Linked DNA regions of Mus musculus: region 1 is linked to region 2. Evidence: chromatin contacts called from public HiChIP or PLAC-seq data. All regions are on one chromosome and are shown on one strand. The core of a region is the stretch at or near the end of the contact, and the rest is flanking DNA. Distances in the headings are between cores, read along the strand shown. Region 1 overlaps Fam110b (family with sequence similarity 110, member B). Region 2 holds the start of Fam110b (family with sequence similarity 110, member B).

Region 1 (4,608 bases), core at 1,033-3,532, 50 kb after region 2:
ACCATTGCCCTCTTATGATTCTCGGCCAATTCTGGTTACTCTTGTGGTTCATAGGTGCTGCAGCTGGGTAGAACAATTGCTTTCCTCCCTTGGCAGGTTTCATACCTGCAGGACTGTGGAAGCTCATCCTCAGAAAGAAGGCTTTAAATTAAGGTTCAACTTGAGTCTTCTGAGTCCTGTGTCCAAAGTATGTGTGTCTGCTTCAATAGAGACTCACTTTCAACGTCATAGAGGCAACGTAAGTCAACAGCAACAGCCTAGATTGTTTTGAGGGATTCTTGGACTCCCCCAACTAACATCTTCAACGGGTTTCTTATGCCTGGTATTGATGATTTTGTTAGAGTCAATGATTCTTGGTGGGACCATTATCAGCTCAAGTAGGATAATTTCATTTAAACTATTAATGTATATGTGCACACAGATGCTTATATGTAATATATGCAATTTTGGGTAAATAAAAACATAATTCTTCATGACTTTTTTAGACATCCTTATTGTTATTTTTCCCTCCTTCTCCTCCTATCTCTTATTGTTCTCCTTCCTTCCCTTTTTGATGGAAACCGGGCTGCGGCTAACATGAACTGGGTTACACCCCCGTAGAGGCTGCTCTGAGCTTAGTTCCTCTTGCCGTGAGGACAGATTTCGGAATTATGAAGTTTCTTTTGCAATATTAGACTATAACTACAACCTTGGGAAAGCAAAACCCAATTTAAAAACAATTTATCACTTTAGGATCAACATCAAAACTTCACTATCACGTTGAGAAATTTGGCTGCCAATTTATACCTATGACTGCATGACACTGCAAGTTTCAATGCTTCATTAAAGAGACATTGCTTTAAATCTTATCTTTAATTCTACTTTCTAGGATAAGAATCACATTAAATATTATCTCAACTAGAAGTATCCTTAGAGGCCCAGCCTTTTGGCCTGCCTTATGCCACGTGTTTGAAGGACTCCAAACCTGAGTTACCAATTTAAAGCTAACTTTCTAGTAACCAGTGTTACACCTTTTTGATCATACCCAATAACTTATAAGCTAATACTCTTGTGATGAAGACTCGCAGAGCATATTACACCTCTAAGACCAGTAAAAAGCCAAATGAAGAGGCTACATGAGTCTAATAAATTTAGACCAATCAAAGAATTTCAACTTTTCTAGCTATAATTATAAGACCTTGTCACTAGCTAAATGCAATAATCAAGATTGCAGAGAATTTTCTTAGGAAGGAACAACTACCAGCCTATTTGTCTTAAAACTAAGAGGTTGCAAACTCCTTTTCTCAAAAAAAACTGTTTTTCCAGCAGAAGCCCTCCTGCTGTGCCTGATCCTGGCTAAAGCATGTGGCCACTCTCTTGCTGAGCTAGCAGATAAAGTTTTAGCCATCTTAATTTTCCAACATGAAACACAGAACATTCAGTCATTCAGACGAGACAAAACACACATGGATCGACACGAGGTGCACCAGACACTAGATGTTAGACAACACAAAGAGGGCAGAGAACTTCTGCTGTAGGGACTAGAGAGAAAAAGACAGGGCGTCCCCTGACATTTCTCTCTGCCTCTGGGAGAGTTTCAAAATCCATTTTCCTCTATATTATTTTATTATTACAAACCCTGTTTCTGCCGCCTGATGCAACTCCTGTCTGCGGACATCTGCCTGATTATTTAATTTAAACCCTTTTTCTTCTTGCTTAAAGCAGTTGTTTTTTTGTTTTTTGTTTTTGTTTTTTAAACTGTGGACAACTGCCTGATCCGTTCCTAGTTCTGATAAATCACTGCCAACCTAAGTGAATGCAACGTTGGGTTAGCACCGATTCCAACCTTAGCCCGTATCTTCTGCACTTACAGCAACACTTTACCTGTTGCTTCACCGTGCCCCATACAAATTCTCTGATTCTTTCCTTTCCGTGGAGCTCCATTACCAAGCAGCGTTCCTCCAGCGTTTTTCTGCCATTCCTCAGGTCCCACGTTTGGACTCCAAACTGTTGGAAACCAGGCCGCGGCTAACATGAACTGGGTTACACCTGGGAGGCAAACTGGGGCTGGAAAGAGAGGGGAACTAGGCGGACGAGAGAGAAATGGAGCCAAGACAAGGTTCTGTTCAAGGCTCAAATGTTTAATGGCAAATGTGCTTATAAAGGAGGGGGAGGCCCATTCCTGCCAATTCATCCTTGGAGCCCAGTTGCAGGTGACCACATGCAGGATAGGGTGTGGTCTCAGGAATAGCTGGGCGGCCACCCAGCAGGTAGCAGAATCTTGAAGAGCAACAGTGACAGTGGCTGAACAATAGAGTGATCCAGGAAGACAGGCTCCACCCTAGTTAATCTCCTTAGTGGCAGCAAAGTCAAGGCCTTGGCTCTGCCAGCTTCAGGCTTGGGGGAGGTTACATTTCTGTAATTAAAACCCTCTCTGATTTTCCCATGTTCCCTTTCATATCACATAGTTACCTATACCTAGCTGTCCTAACCCTGCTAGCTCACACTTCCTATCTTCAGGGGCCTTTCTAGCTATGTGACTCCTGTTCTAGGGACTCATGGACACTGTAACAAAATGCTGGTTGTGGCTAATATCCTGGAGCTGTCAGAAGACTTTATGCATTGATGGAGATGGAACCCGCCATCTATTCATCGGGTAAACAAACATGTTCTGTGTAAACTGGTGATGTAGATTTTATTCTACTTTGTTTTTGACAATAGTGACTTATCTAGCTAAAATTAAAACTCTTTAACGTGATTTAATTAGTTAAAAGTCAAAGCTTAGTAGTCTGTTAATTACTTTAAGAATTAGTAGAGTGACACTAATTGGCAAGATAGTGTGTTGCAGGTCTGTTCAGTAAGAATGTCGCACCTAGGAAGTGTGGTCTGGAGTCTGTGACATGGCAGCAGAGCCTACATTCAAGAATGTGATCTGCCAATAGAAATCAGAATGCTGTGCTGGGAGTCTATCCCTGATAGCATCGTCACAGTTTTCTTTGCTACTGTATCTTTTCTCAGAATATTAACTGATAAATGGCACACACATGTAATCTCAGCTCTTTGAAGGTGGAGGCAGGGGATCAGGGGTTCAAGGTCATCCTTGACTACTTAGGGAATTCAGTAAATGCTCACAAAGTAGAAGAGGTAATCTGTCCATCAGTGTGGAAGCAGTCTCCACATGCTTAATAGGTAGGACACTTAAATGTTTCTGCAAACAGTTCTATATGTGATGCCTTTCTATGACACATACACATTTTACCCTTTGCCCTAAAACCACTCAGATCCAACTTACATCCTATCGTCATGTCCATTTATTGATTGCATGAGTTCAAATTTTGTTTAAAATTCAAGTACTTCTTTCTGGATGTGTGTCAAAACCATACCGTATGTAATGTAAACCAAGGAGTAGTTTTGTAAGGAAACTATTCAGATTATAGCACCAAATAGGGGACTGACACACTTTTAAAAAGTATATCTAATTTGAGGCTGGGAAGATTGCTTGGTGGTTAAGGACACTGGCTACTCTGCCAGAGGACCTAAGTTCAATCCTTAGCACACAGAGTGGCTGACAGTCATCTGTAAGTCCGGTTCTAAAGGATCTAATGCCCTTTTCTGGTCTCTGAAATCTCTACATCCATGTGGTGCACACATGTCCATGCTGAAAAATAATACCCACCCATACTTTTAAAAGAAAAAAATGAATATCTAATCTATTCGGGCTGATATAATAAAGCACATTAGACTAAGTAAATTAAAACCAGTGGGAGTTTATTGTTTCCAGTTTTGGAAGGTGGAAACAACTGGATGTCATCAGCAGGCTCTGAACTGTCAAGGGCTCCTTCCTCAAGCAAGCAGCTCCTGTGGTCTCACATGGCAGCATGGAAGAAGCAGCTGGGCTCCTTCATAGGCACACTCTGCCCTCAGGATTGGGCAGGAAAGAACACTCAGAGGCTTTCCCAGTGCCATTGCCTTGCTCACTGGATTTCAACCTATGTATCGTAAGGGGAACATACACAATTGGATACTACAGAAAAATGATTCTTCCAGCTAAGACTATTTTAACATAAGGGGATTAAATGAGCTATTCATTGAGCAGATTGGCTATAGTTTAATTTCTATATTTTGTGTAATTAAATTATCACAACAGTTCTAGCCTGGTGCCTCCTACTTAGGAGGCTGAGGCATGAGGATAGCAAGTTCAACTGGGTTATGTAGTAAAATATTGCTTTTAAATGAATTACTAGCTTAATAGAATTGTCAAAACCAGTTCTTTTCTAAATATTCATATAAAATACAGAAATGTGAAAAAATCATCATAATCCATTCAGAAATTAGTTCATTGTATAACTTGGGTCATTCTGAGAAGTGCTCATTTTATAGTTGAGGACAATAAGATACAATATTTTAATCTGTTTTAATTTTTAATATCCAGGCATTAATCATTAAAAATGAATGTCTGAGTTCTGGTTCCACATACTGTAGCTGTTTTGGTTTTGTTTTGTTGTTGTTTTGTAGTGTACAGTGTATAATGAAATTTCTCTTTAGAGCACAGTCTCCTGTCAATTTAACTGAAATGACCAGAAAGCCTTTACCATATCTGTATACTCTATATGCATATAATTGCTTTCT
Region 2 (4,789 bases), core at 1,488-3,987:
TCCCTGCTTTTTCTATACCTTCAGATTGATTGTTGAAGGGAAAAGACAAATGGAGTTTGTTCAACCAATTACTTTAACTTTATATACAACTCAAACCCATAGACGTTTGGATGAGGATCTCTCAAGGATTTCCCCGTAGAATGAAGAGCACAAGTTAACCTTTAACAACCATCAGAAACTCTTGGGAGGAGTTAACAACAAAAACAAAAAGTCCTCATGCTTGTCTCCTGCTCCCCATTCTGGAGACGCCATGCTATGGGGAGCTCTCCGGATAACTCTGCACCCTGCCAGAAAGCACTCTATTATGCTGTGATTTTTTTGGGGGAGTTCTGGACAAGTGGACCTGTGTGACCCTGACCTAACTAAAAGAGAACAAAGAAATAGACTGTACTGAAACCCTGGCTGAGGGTGCTGGGGAACTCTTCCCCTTTGGTGAGATTCTCCCTGGAGTATCATCAACATTTGTCCAGATGCTGCTGGAGTCTGCGCCTGGATACCAAGGATCTTTTCCTTCCCATTGCTTCCAAGCTGCTGAGCCATGATTTCTTCCTTGTCTCTCCAGTTGGCAGCACATCTCTTTACAGTAGATTGCTCTTCAGTTCACAGGTTTGTATATTCCTGAAATGTCACCAGTGACAGAAAGACTAGGTTCTTCCCTGCGTCAATAGCACCGCTGAGCTCTCTGTCTCCTCTCTTGTAGATATCATATCGTTCTCCCAACGAAATAAGTCAAGCAATCAGAGACTGTGGCTAATACTGAAAAACTCTATCTACAGATGCTTGTTTCAGAACCAATCAAACATTGTTATATACTTTCTGAGACAAAAATCTTTGTGAGACAAATGAATTCCATGCACAGGCCAATGGCCCATTTCTTTGGAACAATACTCTAAGCACAGGAAAATTCTAATTAAAAAAAAAAAAACTAAAACAAAAACCAAAAAACATTAGTGTGGTGAATTTCCAGAAGACTACGGTAGCCCTTCAGATTTTGTCTTGAAAAGACTGATCCTAGATTAGCAGACAATGGGGAGTTGTAAAAGTACACTTATTGTACTAACAGCTAAGACAGAAAATGTACTAGGAGATTCTGGTTTAGACACTATTGTTTTACTCTTGTTCTGTGAACACATCTCTTATTGGGTTTGGAGTATAATATGATTTTATATTGAAAAGTAACACCCTCAATGAGATCCTTTAATACCATTAAAACCCAGGGTTTTGTTGTTGTTGTTTTGTTTTGTTTTGAGACAGGGTTTCTCTGTGTAGCCCTGCTTGTTCTGGAACTCACTCCATAGACCAGGCCGGCCTCAAATTCACAGAGATACACTTGCCTTTGCCCTGAAATAAAGGCCTTAAGTGACTTCTTGACCTGTACTTCATTATCAAGAAATTACGTGGTTTGATCAACACAAAAGCTAGAAGCTACTGGTTGTGTTTCTGATTTCCAAAGCCCAGGGTAATCTTTTATGATTTTATAAGTCAACATTTTGAACCGGAGCCCATTGGAAAACTGAAAGAGCAAGAAGGCAGTTCAGCGGGACATGTCCTCTGAAGCCCCATGCTGATGCTGTGCAGTTCACTTTGCTGATGCTGTGCAGTTCACTTTGCAGATTCGTTAGTTGAGACATGAGTTTTCCTGGCTCCCCTGCTAGTGAAGGTTTCCTTCTGGCTTGCCTTTGTTCTCTGGTGGGGCACACTCTGCTGCTGCAGGCTTACAGGACATATTTAGGAGAAAGAACCTTGATACTTCCTGCGTAGGTCATGACCTCCTTCCTCCCATCTCTATTTCCAGAGTAAAGATATTCTTTACTTGGCTGTCCGGGACACTCAAATGGAAGTTTGCATCTCAGTCACACACAGTGGGGAAGTGGCAAGGCTTAAAAGAAGGAATGGAACAAGCAAGTGCAGAGGTGGGGTCTGTTTGGGCTGGAAACTGGCTGCGTTTGCTATAATAATGATGACAAATAGCTTCAGTCCACCGACAGGGATTTTGGAGTAGGCATAGAGGCTGACAAGGACCCTGTTTGCATGCCAACCTTCACTCAAAGCCCAGCATTACATCACATGCTAACACAATACTCTTGCAAATAGCCAGAGATTTGTTGTAGCTATCTGATTTTTAGTTGATAATTTCTGAACTACAGGGAATCAAAAGTTGCATAATTTAAATATGTATAGATGGCCTTTCCGCAAAACTCATACAAATGCCATTACATTTCATAGTACTAAGGGTTAAAAATAGAGAAATTTTGCTTGATAGATTTTTTTTGGGGGGGAGGGGCAAGGAATATATATTGTGATTCCCCTAATCTCCTTTAAATTCGGTTATTTTGATATACGTGCATTTTAATTTTTAGACTTCCCACTAGCAAAACTCATTTAGAACATACTTAGTCTTTCTAAAATGCTTCCTGCCCACGGAGAAAACCCTATTACTAACCACATGTGAGGTAGGAGACTTGGCAAGATCTTCAAGAAGGGGCTATCAGAAAAGCTCATCACATCTGCCCACATGTTCTAGGAACCAGCACAGCCTGATGTGCACTGTCCTGGGGTGGAAGAGTCACATCCCAGAGCATCAAGGCTTAGGAGCAGTGGGGGAGTAGGGCACAGGGTGGGCGTGGGGCTGATGGGGGTGGGGCCAAGGCGCAGGTGGGCGGGGTGGAGGAGAAGGAGGAAGAGTGCGGGTGCGGAGGGGGTGGGGCGGGAAGGTAGGCTGGGGGCGGGGCGCTCTGGGGGCGTGCCGGCTGCGCAGAGACACGCGCTCTGGGCCGCAGCAACTGGCTCCAAGTTCCCTCCCTCGCTCTCCTGCGGAGCCTGCCTGAGCCCGCCCCTTCGGTGCGGAGGAGCAAACGCGGCCCCGGTCAGCTCAGCCCTCCGTTGCCGCCCGATCCGGGCCGGTTCGGCTAACCCGGTCCATTCCGAGCCGGCGGCGAGGACCCGGCGGCCACTTCATCCCGGCCTGCAGTGCATCGCCGGGCCCAAGCTCCTCCTCGCGGTCTCCCGAGCCTGGTGCCTGGCCTGGCCGCCTTGCAGGGGCCGGAGTGCGGCCAAGGTAAACGGGGGCGCTGGCGGGTGGGGAGTACCTCTCAGGGTCCCGCTCCGGCCGGGCCTGGGCACCGAGGAGCCTGGCCCGCTGTCCGCCCTGCGCTCGGCTGCACGCCCCGGGCCGGGGATGAGGCCCAGGCTCGGAAGGAGCGCTGACTGCTGGGGAGAAGGTGGGCGAGGACGCGGCGGCCCCCAGCCCCACTCCGTGCTGCATCCCCACCCAGGTCATCCCGTGGGCGCGTCACTGTGCTGTCAGTTCCTGCGGGAATGCAGATCCCGGGGCTCTGAAAGTTTGTTTGCCCCCACCGCCTCCTCCCTCCAGTCCTCCCACAGCTCGGTTGTCTGTTTTCTTTGAAAGCATGAGGGTTGGAAATAGAATAAAATTGGTCCTGGCTCACTCGTGCCCCTGTCACTTAGCGGTGCTCAGAACTTGGCGACAATGCTAGGCTGTGAGAAGCTGGTGTCTGTGCTGCCCTCCTTTTGTTATAGCAAGGAGCCTGATGGTGACAAGTCTTTCCGTGGTGGCCAGCAAAGAAGGAAGAGGGGATAACTTTGCCTTATTACTTCCCAAAGTGGGAATAAAACCACCGGACTCCCAGCTTTTTTGACCCTTTAAAGTTGCTATTCAGATTTATTGACAGTCACCACATTCTCTTCCAAGAAAGAACAGGCATTCTTTCTTGCCTAAGATTCAGGTTTCCCCCCACAGCCAAGTTATGTCCTGTGCAAATCTGGCGCACATCTGTGACAACAGTGCATGGCTGGCTTGTGAGGACTGCCGAGTCTATTTTTGCAGAGAGGAATATGATAGCAGAATCAGCATTTTTTTCTGTATGAATAATATGACTTCCATTTTCATTTCCTCTCTTGGTGTGAAAGAGTTATTTAGCTTCCACCATCTAAGTCATGCGAAAGCACCTGTGCTGTTGATGTTATTATTAGCATCGTTTATTATTGTTGTTATTATTATCATCATTATTATTACTGTTGTATTTGTATTCACTTTGTGGTATTGAGACCTGGTCATTCAAATGAAGCATTTATTAAGCAGTTATTTTAAGATAAGGGCAGGCATGTTGATGGTAACGTGCCATTGATTTACCCCATTACATATAATCTGTGACATCTCTTCATTAGTCACTTAAAAATCACGAATTGAACACAGGGACAGCATTACCTTTTGAACCTGAAAATCTGCAAAGGCCTTACCATAGGGCATGGAAGATGGTTCTAGAGAAATGTTAGATTTTTTATTTTTGTTTTTATTTTCAACCTATGTTTTTGCTGTTTGGGGGGGTGGGGGTGGGGTGGGTCCTTTGTTTGTTTTTATCCCAGATCTTTCAAAGCATGATCTATTTTGAGTCAGTGATTTAATTTTAGATCAGAATTGAGGTTGGGTTGTTTGCGGGAGACTGACAAGCTGCTGGCTCTGTGTATCCTCAATGGCTGGGAATGGGGAATTTGGTATTTGTCTGGTCTATGAGTCTGAATTCAATCATGGCCTGGCGAGTTTTGTAATAAGACTTGGTTGTCCATGAAGGGCTTAACCAGAAGGAAAATCTCTGCTGTGAACCTCATCTTCAAATCGCCCTCCTCCTTAGGTTTAGAATACTACTCTCAGTTTCTAGTTGGAAAACTCACCGTCTATGCTTGCCATTAATGAAAGATGAATGCATTTGCTGTGTGATCACCCCCTCATAGCACATCATAACTCTAGCTTTAAAGCCTTGGGTTCGAT

Evidence for each region. HiChIP or PLAC-seq counts read pairs in DNA pulled down with a chosen protein or histone mark.
Region 1: an H3K27ac HiChIP or PLAC-seq map of embryonic stem cells shows a contact between it and region 2, with 68 read pairs. The contact joins the enhancer-like site here to the promoter of Fam110b in region 2. A contact is called at or near these places in 1 of 39 promoter capture datasets (the 3T3-L1 cell line), 10 of 484 Hi-C or Micro-C datasets (embryonic stem cells, liver, macrophages and 2 more), 6 of 115 datasets of contacts at active chromatin or transcription factors (bone marrow-derived macrophages, embryonic stem cells and stem cell-derived neural progenitor cells) and 1 of 9 other capture datasets (adipose tissue).

Annotation. Positions count from the first base shown.
Region 1 is chr4:5,691,834-5,696,441 of GRCm38.p6, forward strand. The region is part of intron 1 of Fam110b (family with sequence similarity 110, member B); the gene reads left to right. Among named protein-coding and RNA genes, the nearest start is that of Gm24337, 6.3 kb to the left of the region's middle. Within about 2 kb of position 2,283, at least 9 of the 459 cell types and tissues checked have an H3K27ac peak or open chromatin away from gene starts, as enhancers often do. A contact at or near this core is called in embryonic stem cells, where this site is marked.
Region 2 is chr4:5,641,353-5,646,141 of GRCm38.p6, forward strand. Fam110b (family with sequence similarity 110, member B) reads left to right here and starts at 2,738. Exons shown (of 3, transcript NM_173426.3): 1 at 2,738-3,058. It overlaps 4930423M02Rik (RIKEN cDNA 4930423M02 gene), which reads left to right. Exons shown (of 5, transcript NR_038183.1): 4 at 1-606; 5 at 701-932.